2 separate regions of the Oryctolagus cuniculus genome follow, and region 2 is linked to region 1. The links are chromatin contacts, called in public Hi-C maps. All regions are on one chromosome and are shown on one strand. The core of a region is the stretch at or near the end of the contact, and the rest is flanking DNA. Distances in the headings are between cores, read along the strand shown.

Region 1 (7,046 bases), core at 2,982-5,481:
CTCCTCATTGGCAGGCCGGGCGCAGCCTGGTCCAATCAGAGGAGCCCGCCGGCCGAGCGCCGGGCGGGGTTTCCCGCCTCAGCGCGCTGCGGTTTAAACACCTAAGCTGCGCTTCAAACCCCGAATCCTCTGGTCCGCCTGGCGCTGAAGATCAAGGAGACAGAGCGAAGTCTGGCCCCTGACAGAAATCAACAAACAGAACGTGAGTGTCGTTCTGCTAAACAGCCGTCTGTGTCTGTGAAAACCGTAGCGTGAAGGAAAACCCAAACACAACACCTGTCAAGTGGCCACATCCAAGAAGGCGATATGGGTCGAGCAGGTGCGCTTTGAAACCAGGCCGTGTTTCGCTTCCGTTGTGTCTGCTGAAAGCTGAACGCATTTTTCTCCTAATCGTATGAGAAAGTTGTCTCTGACTCACGGTAGATTCCCTCTTCCATGTATATGCACCGTCGGCAAACTGTGACTGAGCCATCTCTGATGACACCACTCTGATATGATGTTAGGTTATGTAAGTGAAAACCCAAACGATGCTTTAGCCGCTGGCCTGACACTCTGCCCTCTGGAGCTACGTCTATTTAGGAAGCTAGATGGATGATGCGGGAAAGGTCTAAACAGGTTTTGGTTTAAGAGTCACCAAACAGAAATCACAATGGCATATATTATGCGTCTCCCTAGTGAGTCTCTTTAGGCCTCACAGTATTAATCACAGACAACTGGAGCAAATCTGCAATCTTGCACTGTGACAAGACTCAGGTGGCCACATGGCTAAGAAGTGCCTTCCAGTATGAAACTAAGTCTCTTTAGGGTGCCTTTGATGCAGATGCTAGATGCTATCAGCTTCTAGACTCCCACAGTCCCCCCAGCCTCCCTCCTGCAGCTTAGAGTTTGTGTTACAAATCAACCTCTTACTAAGATGAACTGAACTGAGGCACGGTGTCGCTAATCACAAGAGTCATAAGGTCATTTATCTCCCCTGTAGATAATGTCTTGTTTGGTCTTGTCTTGTGGGTCCCCCTTCCCCAGGAACTCCAGGACCCAAAGAACTCTGAAGCCCACTTTGTCATCATCAAAAGTCCCAGATGAACACGACATCCCTAATTAAAGGAGGGCCATAAGCAGTACCCACCACTCCAGGATGCGCCTACCAGCTGACCATGCACCTCTCAACCCCAGCTTCAATCTACAGGAACCTTTACCCAGGTTCAGCCCCTTGAAGTGACCAGGGAACCAAGCCACAGCCGCCCAGCTCCTTGCTCTGTGCTCTGCAATGAGTACCGACTTTCTTCCACAACCCCACTGTCAGTGATTGGCTCGCTGCGTGTTAGGTGAGCAAAATCAGGTTTCAAGAATTCTACAAGTGGTGTTCAATCAATGGAGAGATGGCATCAGAACACGGTAAATCAGTGCTTCTTCAGAGACACAAAGCAATATATGAATACATCAGACATATGTTATTACCAGGGAAATCAGGAATCAGAATGCCAACCTTACAGAGTGTCAGCTAGTTCTTGCAGCCATAAACTCAGAGAACCACTGGACTGGATTTTGTAAAGAATACTTTGGGGCTGGCGCTGTGGCATGGTAGGTTAAGCCTTTACCTGTGTGCCGGTTTGTCTCCCAGCTGCTCCTCTTCCAATCCAGCTCTCTGCTGTGACCTGGGAAAGCAGCAGAAGATGGCCCAAGTCCTTGGGCCTCTGTACCCATGTGAGAGACCCAGAAGAAACTCCTGGCTCCTGGCCTTGGATCTGCTCAGCTCTGGCCATTGTGGCTATTTGAGGAATAAACCAGAGATTGGAAGACCTTTCTGTCTCTCCATCTCTCTGTTTGTGACTCTGCCTTTCAAATAAATAAATGTTAAGCAAGAAAGAACTCAGGCTGGAAAAGGGAGCCAGTTGAAAAGCTGTTCAATGCTCCAGTGAAGATAATAGTGAGGATTAATTTATTCATTCAGCAAATAGTCACTGGCCCTCTACTATGGATCAGACACTGTTCTTGAGTTTTCAGCTCTAAACATACAGTAGTGAGGAAAGTTTACAAAAATCTCTGTGATCATGGAGTGCACATTCTGATTGAAATACTCTCTACCATTTATGTAGCAGCTCCCAGAGTGTTTCACACTTATTATTTCATCCTCACAACAAACCCATCGGATTGACCATTTTTGTACTCACTTCACAGTTGAGGAAACTATGGCTTAGGAACTTGCACAAGAGCATGTTGGTAGTTATTAGAACTAGTTATTTGCATCTGGATTATTATTTGAATATTTGCCAGTTATTTGAATCTGGATTCAAATCCCAGAAAACCACCACTCCCCTAGCTCCCTTACCATATTCCTTCCACAGGATCGGGTTAAATATACTAATAAAATATACTGCTTTAGCATCTACTGTGTGCTAAGTACTGTTAGGCCAGTGTGGTGGGGCCAAATGATCCACAGTTACAGAGAAAGGGAGTCAGGGTTGTATACAAATCTCGTAGTGTGTCGCTGGCTTTGTAAGGACAGATTTTTATTCTGCAGAAGATGGAAAGCCATTGCAGAGCTATAAACCAGAGTGACACAACATGACTTAGACTTTAAATGGACTGCACTGACTGTTGCACTGAGAACAGACAATAGGGATGTGGAAAGTGGCAAGAGAGAACTGTTGGGGGCTATTGCAAGGACCAGAGGGAAAAATGATGGTGGCCTGGACTTGGATGAGAGCTGTAAAGCCAAAAGGTTTTACTTCCGGAAAGGAATGAAAGGTAAGAGAAAGAGGGATTCTAGGTGTTACCTACTAAAAGGGAAACACAAGGAAGGAGCAGGGGTTTTGACCAGTGAAAGGTAGAAGTTTCAGGAGTTGTTTTGCACAACCAAATAGATGTTGAATATTGGTTGAATATACAAGTGTAAAATCCAGAGGAAGATTTAGGCTGAGGAAATAAAATTTGGTATCACAGTAAGTAGATGGAGCTGATGTTTTGGTTTTAGGCTTATTTTACTTTTTTTTTTTTTTTTTTTTTACAGGCAGAGTGGACAGTGAGACAGAGAGAGACAGAGAGAAAGGTCTTCCTTTGCCATTGGTTCACCCTCCAATGGCCACCGTGGCCAGTGTGCTTCGACCAGCACACTGCGCTGATCTGATGGCAGGAGCCAGGTACTTATCCTGGTCTCCCATGGGGTGCAGGGCCCAAGGACTTGGGCCATCCTCCACTGCACTCCCTGGCCACAGCAGAGAGCTGGCCTGGAAGAGGGGCAACTGGGACAGAATCCGGCGCCCCGACTGGGACAAGAACCCGGTGTGCCAGCGCCGCAAGGAGGAGGATTAGCCTAGTGAGCCGCGGCGCCGGCCTTATTTTACTTTTAATATGTGTTAGCTTTGTTTTGATATGACTCATTTAATTAGAAGTTTAAATAATTTGTACTATGGCATGTGTTTAAGAACTAGCTCAAACTCTAAAATTTTAACTATAGGTTGAGTATCCCTTAGCTGAAGTGCCAAGTGCTTCATCAGATTTTGGAATATGTGTACACACATAATGAGGTATTTGGGGGATGGGACCCAACTTAAACATGAAATTCATGTATAGATCTAGCCTAAGGATAACTTTATACATTCTTTTTAGTGTACCTGCATTTTGACTGTGGCCCATGACAGGAGGTCAGGTGTGGAATTTCCTGCTAGTGGGGTCATGTCTGTACTCAAGTGTCAGATTTTTTAGCATTTTGAACCTCCTTATTAGGGCTGCTCCGCCTGTACTGGTTCTAGCACCAAGCCATTGCCTCTTTTTCTTCCACTGTAATTTATCAGCAAATTATGATAGCTCTATGTTCAAGATATATCTTGAATCTGATCACTTTTCACTAACATAGATGGTATTTTAAATATAATGAAGGTAATGTTAGAAAAATACCATTTACTGTAGGTTTACTAAATGCCATCGGTATTTTGCCTCGCCCTATGGATTCGTTCTTTCAGTCCCCACACAGTAATAGACACTAGAGTCCCGTCAGGACCAGAAACCGCTTTCTTAGGAACTCCGGCTGGGGCTCAAAGGACAGCAAATAACACATCTCACTTCACCTCTGCTCATGGATATACCCAGGCCCATTACCCACATTCGCTCCGTCATTAACTTGTCAAAAGACCCCGCACCGCTTCCCACGCCACACTAGCACCAGCCCTTGCGCATGCGCACAAAGACCCGCTCCCAGGGGGCGTGACGCGCGAACTGGGCGGGACCTGAGCGGCCCACGCGTTGCTAGGCGACACGAGGGTTGCAAAGGCGGCGGCAGTTGGCTTGCCGCTGCTCCGGCCTACAGATCTCGAGTGGAGAACGCGAGCACCGCCGCGCCCGCCTGCGAGTTCCCGGGTGCAGCGCCCCGGTCCTCTCCTGCTTGGAGGGTAACCACGGAGAGCCGAATCCCAGGGGTGGGTGGGTGCGTCGCTGGGGGCTTGGCCCCTGCCCACGCCCATGCAGCCGGGCCAGCCCAGGCTCCGCCCCTCCGCCCCTCGCCCTCACCGGCCCGCCGCAGCCGCTGGGTGCTGCCTGTGTCCTTTCTCCTCTGGTTCCTGAGTTTTCACATCCACACTGCTTTTTAACGAATGGCCTTCTTTGGCTCCTCTTGAGTTTCGGGTCTGGTTATCCTGTAAGGCTCCTGGCCGTCGCGTGCCCCCCTTTGTCTTTAGCGGTTGTGACTGTGGGGACTCAATCCTTAGATCACTGGTTTTAGAATACTTTGTCCGTCATGGCCTGCTCCAAGCACAGTGATTTCTGAGGGACTGGGGAGGCGTGCCGGCTGTGGGGCTCCCACAGGGGCGCTCTTACGCTGCACCAACGCAGCTCAGCACCCTGGCCCGAGGACGCCAAGGCGTATTTGGGGAACCTCTTTTGTGTTTCGTCTGCAAACCCAACATTGGTTGGGGAATTGAAGGACTTTGGAGACCCTCTGATGCGATTCTTCTGTGCCGGTTCTGAAACAAGAAGTCCAGGATCGTTGAGCGTCCTAACCCGGGTTCTGTAAAGGGCTGCTCCTCCGCGTCCTGCTGCCGCTTAGTAACGGAAATAATCAAAGGGGGGCAGGGGAGGAAGAGCGAAATGGGAGACGCAGGAGGATGATGCTGACGGGGTTGACTGCCACGGAGGTAAACACACGTTTCAGAGCGAAAGGAGGTAAAAGGGTTTTCCGCGCAGGGTCGTTTGGGGTGACTGCCTGCGTCAGAGGCGTCCAATGTCACAGTGCAACTTGAGATGGGCAAGGGCTGCAGATCGGTGCAGGGTTCTTTAATGCTCAAATCAGCCCTAACACTGTTGATACAGTTCCGTTTTCATAGACTGGAGATTCAAGAATTACCATTTGCTGGTTTGGGAGCCACAAATGGTAGCAGAGTAACCATTTGGTTTGAAAGTGCTGTAACTAGCAGAATTAGTTTGCCACTGAATTTCACTGAAACATGTCATCAAGGAACTGGAAGTTCATCTTTGCTAGTTGTAACTTCATTTTGTGTTAAGAGTGACACCCTGACTCCCCTAAAAAAGGAATCTGTGCCGATACTATAGAGCAGAGTTATAGTAGCAACTAGGGTTCCTATCATAGTGAAAATTACATTCATGTTCCATTTAGACTTTTGAGAAAACAAAATATCAAGATGTGCATTTCTAATAAGACAAATGGTAGTTTCTCCAGAAGTTCAACTGAATGCTGCCTATTTTCTTTTTTCTATTAAATGTAGTATTTGTATAACATAGTTGACATAATTATTTGAAATAAAAAATGATGACATTCATAAAAACTTATTTTCTGCCTGAATGTGAACAAGAATTTTTATAACAAAAAGTCAAGCCTGAAACAAAAATTGATAAAGCAAAAAAATTAAGGTTGTATCACTACTTTTAGAAAATACATTTGATCCATAAAAGCAATGTAAGCCACCAAATTCATATAAAAACATGACTAATTTTGAGTGTCTTTAATACAGTGAATTTATACTTTGTGTTTCTTAGTTTCTTTTTTCTGTTATATATATTCTATAATTGTATATGTAAATGTATTATTAGGCTGTAACATATTTATATCCAACTCATTTGTTTGTTGTAACTAGTATAAGGGGGCTTAAAGTTCAAGGAAAATGGAATTAGGCTGGCGCTGCGGCTCACTAGGCTAATCCTCTGCCTTGCGGTGCCGGCACACCAGGTTCTAGTCCCAGTCAGGGCACTGGATTCTGTCCCGGTTGCCCCTCTTCCAGGCCAGCTCTCTGCTATGGCCCGGAAGTGCAGTGGAGGATGGCCCAAGTCCTTGGGCCCTGCACCCGCATGGAAGACCAGGAGAAGCACCTGGCTCCTGGCTTCGGATCAGCGCGATGCGCTGGCCGCAGAGTGCCGGCCACGGCAGCCATTGGAAGGTGAACCAACGGCAAAAGGAAGACCTTTCTCTCTGTCTCTCTCTCACTGTCCACTCTGCCTGTCAAAAAAAAAAAAAAAAAAAAAAAAAAAAAAAAGTTCAAGGAAAATGGAATTAAAAGAAAATGTGAAGGGGCTGGCACTGTGGCATAGTGGGTAAAGCCACTGCCTGCAGCGCCAGCATCCCATATGGGCGCCGGTTCTTGTCCCAGCTGCTCCACTCCTATCCAGCTCCCTGCTAATGGCCTGGGAAAAAGCCTCAGAAGATGGCCCAAGTGCCTGGGCCCTGCACTCATGTGAGAGTCCTGGATGAAGCTTCGGGCCCCTGGCTTTGTGGTCATCTGGGGAGTAAACCAGCAGATGGGAGATCTGTTTCTCCTTCTCTCTTTCAAATAAATAAATAAATCTTTTTTAAAATGTGAATTTTCCAAGAACTTTTAGAAGCTCCCTTATCTATTGTGTACCAGTGGTTCAGTGACCAGAATTAAAGGGCATAGTTTCACTGAAACATGGCTTACTTATAACTGTTCTGTCAGATAGTACAGATTTTACATAAATTCAAAGAGTACTGTAAGAGTGAACTGCGTTAAAATGCCAACATGAGCCTAAATCTAAATAAAGATAGAAAACTTTTTAAAGTCCATACTAACAAAATTCTAATT
Region 2 (7,046 bases), core at 1,814-4,313, 260 kb before region 1:
GTGACCTCGTTGACGCCGATGGCCAGCTGCTTCCTGATGTGCACAGGCGACCACCCCGAGGCTGGCTGCTTAGCGTCTGCCTCTCTCTCGTCCAGAGCCTCGCCAATATCAGCATCGAGGTTGCATTTTTCTCGGCTTTGCTTTTTGACACAAGTTTTTTTCTTTTTCTTCTTATCCTCAATCTTCTGAAGTCCAATTGATCTAAACCTGTCTTCCAGGGTCTGGAGGATGAAGTGCATGTGGTCCCTGTCCAGCTCACTCCAGCAGATGGCATATGGGTTGTTCAAGGACGTCTTTACAACCAGAGGCCTCGTCTTCCGGACAGATCCCCGTGCTGGGGCTTGAGGGGCCGCAGCCATCGTGGAAAATCCTTCAGAGATGCAAAATGACAATGGAAAAGTCATGTTAGCTAGAAATGCACGCCTTCAGAGTACCTTGGTCGTACGGATTCTTGGTAAGCTATAGCAAGCATGTGTATGTAGACCAATTAGGTGACCACACATTTAACCTCTTTCAAGATTAACTTTCCCCATTTGTCTCATGACTTTGTCTTTATTCACAGGCAGGATGTGAATGTTCTGCATGGTTGTAATCGGTGAAATTCCACTTGTTTATTCATTCAAAATGTTCATAATTCTCTTTTTGGGGGCTGTATGGCATTAATCTTATAGATTTGTTTCCATTTTCTAAAGTGCTCTCTAGTTGGGACTCCTGTTCACTGAGCACCTGCAGTGTGTGGATGGAGTTCTAGGCCCTGGGATTCATGGGGCCCAGGAGACCTCTGCCATTCATAATTAACCAACTGTGATTCTGTCAAGACCTGAGCCGTGTGCTCCCTTCTGTGACTCTGCCTTCCTCCTTGCACCCAGTTTCTTGTATATCCGTCCTGAAACACTGACTGCACAGGCAGAGGTATACTTGTATCTCCCCTGCCCCTCCCCACACGGTTATTCCAAGCTGACTTCCCTCCCTGGCAACTTTACAAAAACTGAGGAAACGTGGTGGTGAGACTTAAAGACATTGTTTCAGTAAGGAAAAGCAAGAAGAGGGATCCTTACTGCTGGGATCCACTGGTCTAGGGCATACCCTCCCTATCCTCAGGGCGACTGCCTAGGCCTGCCTTTCCTCGCCTTCTATCTGGCATTCAGTTGAGAACCATGGGCACCCTCGTGGCAAAGCTAATGGAAGCTACATGCTCTCCGAGAGTGTGTGGGCAACATGTCAGAACATACAAGGCCCCTGCTGCGTGTGCTCCTTGATTCTCAAAACATTCCTGCAGAACTCCCCAAGGTGGGAGTGAGGAAACAGACTCACTACGCCAAGTCACAAGTAGTTTTCCAAATCCCAGTTTTCTGCTTATTCAGTCCTAGCTGCACCTCAGAAATAACCTGTGGCTTTAAAAATATTTATCCAGATAGTTGGTCTTCACCTAGAATCTCTGAGAATAGGGCCAGGGCATCTGTGTTAGTGAAAAGCTGCCCAGGTGAACCTGACAGAGAACCAGAATGAGCAACTGCAGGTGTGGGAGAGGCCGCCCTTCCACACCGGGCAGCTCTGAGAAATGGCCCTCGCCTCTCCTCAGCTGTGACGCTCCTCCCAGTCACCTTCCCACAGAAAACTTAAATTCCACTCCCTGGGGTCAGAGATCAAACCCCAGTCGTGTCAGTAGTACCCACGCTGGGCACTGCTGCCTACGCTGCTTCCTTCGGGCCCACCACACTGCCCTCCCCAGCATCCCGACAAGCTCAGGGAACTGGGAAGGAAAGTGATTCTTCCAAATCCACTTAAGTATCGCTAACTGCTGGCATCAGGTTAAAGCTGGTCAGGAAGGGGAAATAAGTGAGGAGCAAGACAAATGCGACTGCACAGGGATCTTGCCAAAACACAAGTCCCTTAAGATGTTCAGCATCTGAACAGCAGGGGTAGAGACTTACAGCTCTGTGCTCCAGAGGGGTAACAAGAGGCGTTAACTTCTGAATGCAGAACCTGGCGGGGGAGATAAAAAGGTGTAAGTGGCTTGGATAAGCAGAAGTTCATGCAGTACAATCCAGAAACAAAATACTGTAAGAATAGCTTGGGAAAATAGACCTCGCTGAGGTGCCTTCCGAACTATGTCTCCGAGCCTCTACTTCCAATAGAGTCAAGGCAAATGACCCAGACAAAGAGGGTTCTTATCTCCTGGTTCTATCTCCAGAAGGCCTGGGGCGGGGCGGGGCGGGGCGGCATTTGGGGCTGGAGCCAGGAATACCATCCGGTTTTCCCAGGTGGGTGGCAGGAACCCCAATGACTTGAGCCATTACCATTTCAGGGATCCCAGTGTTTGCATCAACAGGAAGCTGGGGTCTGCAGCTGGGTTTTGAACCCAGGCACTCCAGTGTGGGGCACAGGCATCTCAACTGGTAGGCTAAATGCCCGCTCGATCCCCAACTGCAAACTGACGGTGCCACGGAAGGCCCTCCACGCTCTGACCCCATGTCTCACCTGCCTTTCTCCCTACACTCCCCCCAGCACATTTTACACTCAACACCAAACCACACGCATACTCACTAAGCCATTAGTTTCTCCCCTCCCTGTCTATACTGCCTGGAATACCACGCCTCCCTTCAGCCCCTCAATGCACGCGGAGCAGTGGAAGGCAGAAAGGTCAGGGTGGGGTTTTATCTTTGTAGTTCCCCCGCCCACCAGGTGCGGTAATCCAGGCACCCAGAGGAGCCCAAGTAGAAGCGCGCGCTGGTCCCGGGAGGTAGCCGGAAGCCCCGCGGCTGCGCGACAGGCCCCCAGGAAGCCCTGGCTACCGTGCGTGGCCGGGGCCGCGACCTCGGCCTCCGGACCCAGCCGGAGACCCAGGCTCGATTCCACCCGGGCCGGGGTCCTTCCTCCCCAGCCTGGCTTCTCCCGCACCCCAGCTCCACTTACAGCTCGCGTCTCCCAGCGGACCACGGCGGCGGCTGCACGTGCGCCTGCGCCGCGCCTGCGCACAGCCCTCGCCTGCCGGCAGCGCCTTCCTCTCGCTGTTGGGGCTGGGCGGAGGTGCTGAGCGCGCTCCGCGTTGGTTTACTCCGCCGTAAGGATCTTCACCCACCCGATGTCGGGCTGCGGGGAAGCCACAGAGCGAGGCCTCAGCTTTGAACCGGGAGCGGAGGCTCCGGCGTGTGCGCGGCGCAGCTTGCTTCTCGCGAGATCTTAGGGTTGCCATGGTGAGTTGCCGCCGCGTTCTCCAAGCCTGCGGGTTGGGAGACCGTCCAGTTCTCCAAGCCTGCGGGTTGGGAGACAGTCAACCGGTGAAACTCCCCGGAGGCTGGTTCCCTCAGGGCGTCTTTGCTCCTGTCTGCACCCTCCTATTTCTAGCTCGGTTTCCGTCTTTCAGAGCCTTGTAAGTCTTAGCTCGCTCTTTTCCCTCCTTAGGGACGCAAAACCCCAGCCCTTGCTGCCCCAGTCCCTCACTCTCCGTCGGATCCCTGCGCACGACCCACCGCCCTGGAAAGAAGAGAAACGGGTGGGGGGTGGATGGGTGGGTGAGACACTTCCCAGGCAGTAATGTAATCCTGGGAATAATGTAGAGAGGAAGAGTAGGGCTTTTCGCATCCCGGAACACGGCATCCTCTGCGGTGGTTACTGCAGCCAACGCAGAGGGCAGTTAGGAGCGGACTCGGGTGTCGCCGGCAGTCGGTGAAAACAGCGGAGGGAGAGTGTTAAGGTCGGGGCTCTACACTTGGCTGTGCACTACACACCTCAGTAGGTTGTTAATGAGCTGCTCACCCCCGCCCCTTTTCCTCTTCCGCTTTAACCTGAGCCACCATCCTGACCCTCTCATACTGGGGGTGCTTCAAAAAGTCCTTGGAGAATGAAATTAAAAGATGAGTTTCTCGTGGTGCAAAATTTCTTTTTAAATCCATGCACACGAGGGTCTTCAGAACAGCCATGAAAAATGAGTATCATGAAGAAACCGCATAGATTTAATAGATTTTTTTTTGCACCAAAATACAATCTTTTTTAAAAAAATTATTTCTTTGCAAGACAGAAAGACAAGACCACAGTCCTGGTTCACACCCCAGATGCCCACAGTGGCCAGAACAAGGCTGGTCCGAAGTCAGGAGCTGGAGCCCAGTCTAGGTCTCCCACACGGGAGGCAGGGCACCATCACTTGAGCATCACGTGCTGCCTCCCAGGGTATGCATCACCGGGAAGCGGGAATCAGGTTGCAGAGGAACCAGCTGGTGTCTGAACTGCTAGGCCAAATGCCCACCCTGGTCTTTTAATTCCATTGCCATGAACTTTTTGAAGTATCCTCGTACATATTTTCCTCCTTTTTTTCAGTCTATGCTCTGCTTGTTTCCCATTTTGGAATCTGGTTTATATAAATTTTGATAGCCTACATAGTACCTAACTGACCATAAAGTAAACACTACAAAAAGTGGCATTGCTTTTGGTCAAAAACTGCAAGTTACACAAGGTTAAAGTATAATCTGATTTTTATCACATGTAGAAAGTTGAAAAAGGGCAGTTGGGGCAGCATTGTGGTGTGGTGGGTTAAGCTACCTTCTGTGTTGCTAGCATCCTGTATCAGATAGCTGGTTCCAGTCCCAGCTGCTCTGCTTCCAATCCAGCTCCCTGCTAATGTGTCTGGGAAAGCAGCAGAAGATGGCCCAAATACCTGGGCCCCTTCCACCTATGTGAGAGACCCAGATGGAGTTCAATGTTCCTGGCTCTGGCCTGGCCCAGCTCATGGTAGCTATCTGTGGAATGAACCAGCAGATGGAAGATCTCTTTGTCTGTATCTCTTCTTCACTCTGCCTTTCAAGTAAATATTTAAAAAAAAAAGAATAAGCTACCATGAGATTGAGTACAACAACAGGCTTTTGTTTCAGAAAATGGATTATAGTAGTTCATTATGGAGAATTAAACATGGAATCCTAAAAACAGACACACAGATCTCATTGAAATACTAGAATTATGGGAAGAAAATCTGTCTAATTCTTTGTCCCTGTTAAGGTTCCAGATTTATCATTTGAGCATCATCTTAGTATTTATTAGCTGGGTAGGGATTATCAGTGGTTACATGTCTCTGGAGCCAGGCTACCTGGTTGAAATCCTAATTTCATCACTGACTAGCTATAACTCTAGGCTACCTAATTAACCTCCTCTGTGAAGTGATAAAAATAGTACCTGTTTTGAGGATTAGAGGAGCTGATCTATTTAAGATGCTTAGCATAGTGCCTGGCATATAGTCTTGGCAGTCCTGATAAATAGTTTTGTAATGAATACAGTGACAACCTGGCAGAATTAAGTGAATGAAAATTATATGTAGCTTCTTTATTTCAGTGCTTTTTTTAAGACTAGCGATACAGTTTCCACAATAATTTTGTGAAAATGAACATTTCAAAATTAGTTTCTGTCCCATTTGTATCACACAAGCATGATAACAAAAAAGAATTGTTTCCATGGCCCGGAATCTCCAAACATATTTCCTTTCTGCACTCCCTTCTAATTTGTTTCACAATATGTATGCTTTAATAGGAGTAATTATAAAGGTATGTAAAAAGTTTGGAAGCAATGAAATTAAAAGAAGTCTATTTTGGTGGGGAAAATTCTGAGGGCAGGCATTTGGCTCACTGATGCGAGCTGGGATGCCTGTATCTCCTACTGGAGTGTCTGCATTGTTCCTGATTCCCACTTCCTGCTATTGCATGTCCTAGGAGGCAGCAGATGATGGCTTCTAAACATGGATGCAAAAGAAGGAAGGGAGGGAGGAAGGAAAAGGAGGAAGGAAGAAGAGGGAGAGAGGAAAGAAAGAAAAAAGAAAAAAGGGGGCCAATGCTGTGGCACAGCGGGTTAAAGCCTCCATCTGCCGTGCTGGCATCTCATGGACACTGGTTCAAATCCTGGCTGCTCCACTTTCGATCCAGCTCTCTGCTATGGCCTGGGAAAGCAGTGGAAGATGGCCCAAATGCTTGGGCCCTGCACCTGTGTGGGATACCCGAAAGAAGCTCCTGGCTCCTGGCTTCGGATTGGCACAGCTCCAGCTGTTGAGGCCAGTTGGGGAGTGAACCAGCGTATGGAAAACCTCTTTCTCTGCCTCTCCCTCTCTCTCTGTGTAACTCTGACATTCAAATAAATAAATCTTTAAAAAAAAAAAAAACAGTAAATGGTAATGAAAATTCTATGGGAAAGCTGAATGCAGGCTTAAAAAAAAAAAAAGAAAATTCTTGTAAACCATCCTGTTGAAAAAATCAAGGGAGAAATGTTACAGTATCACTGAGACATTTTTTTTTTTAAAGAAAAGCTATTGATCAGATTCAGCATCCATTCATATTAACAATTCCTATGAAATTACAAGAGAAATTAATTTCTTTAACATAGTAACATACACCAAAATCTCACCACTGCAGTAAACATCACATTTAATAGTGGAAAACTGAAAGTATTACATTTAAGGTATAAGAGTGCTCATATTACTATATTTTTTAAAGATTTATTTTATATATTTGAAAGATGGAGTTACAGAGAGAGGTAGAGGTCTTCCATCACTTGGTTCACTCCATTCCAACAGCTGGAGCTGAGTCAAATCAGAGCCAGGGAGTTCTTCCAGGTCTCCCACGTGGGTGCTGGGGCCCAAGGACTTGGGCCATCCTCCGGTGCTTTCCCAGTTACATTAGCAGGGAGCTGGATCAGAAGTGGAGCAGCGGGGACTCAAACCAGCACCCATATGGGATACCAGCACTGCAGACTAGGGTTTTAACCTGCTCGGCCACACCACCAGCCCCTGCTAATATTACTATTACTACTGTTTGTTATACTAGATTATACAAAGAAAAGAAAGTTGTGAGGATTGGAGAGGAAGAAATGAAATTGTCATTATAGACTGCTAGCTATAGACCAAAAAATAAAAATAAAAATTGCCCAAAAAAGAATAAAGAGACTCAGCGGAGCCATTGGATATAATTTACAAAGGTCAATTCCCTTTCTCTACTGCAGTAGCAGATACACAATGAAATTCAAAAAGCAACCTCCATCTACATGATGAAAATCACAAAGTAACAGAAGTA

Evidence for each region. A called contact is a pair of places that touch in the nucleus more often than the background predicts.
Region 2: a contact with region 1 is called in a Hi-C map of psoas muscle, with 7 times the contacts expected there. The contact joins the promoter of LOC100353195 here to the promoter of MEIG1 in region 1. A contact is called at or near these places in 2 of 6 Hi-C or Micro-C datasets (psoas muscle and an unstated tissue).

The regions. Positions count from the first base shown.
Region 1 is chr13:40,946,007-40,953,052 of mOryCun1.1, reverse strand. It overlaps MEIG1 (meiosis/spermiogenesis associated 1), which reads left to right and starts at 4,231. Exons shown (of 3, transcript XM_008268325.4): 1 at 4,231-4,388. DCLRE1C (DNA cross-link repair 1C) reads right to left here and starts at 572. Exons shown (of 15, transcript XM_070055429.1): 1 at 1-572.
Region 2 is chr13:41,206,288-41,213,333 of mOryCun1.1, reverse strand. It overlaps LOC100353195 (acyl-CoA-binding domain-containing protein 7), which reads left to right and starts at 3,063. Exons shown (of 3, transcript XR_011381481.1): 1 at 3,063-3,197. LOC100351937 (ribonuclease P protein subunit p38) reads right to left here and starts at 3,177. Exons shown (of 4, transcript XR_011381477.1): 1 at 2,917-3,177; 2 at 1,935-1,986; 3 at 1-370.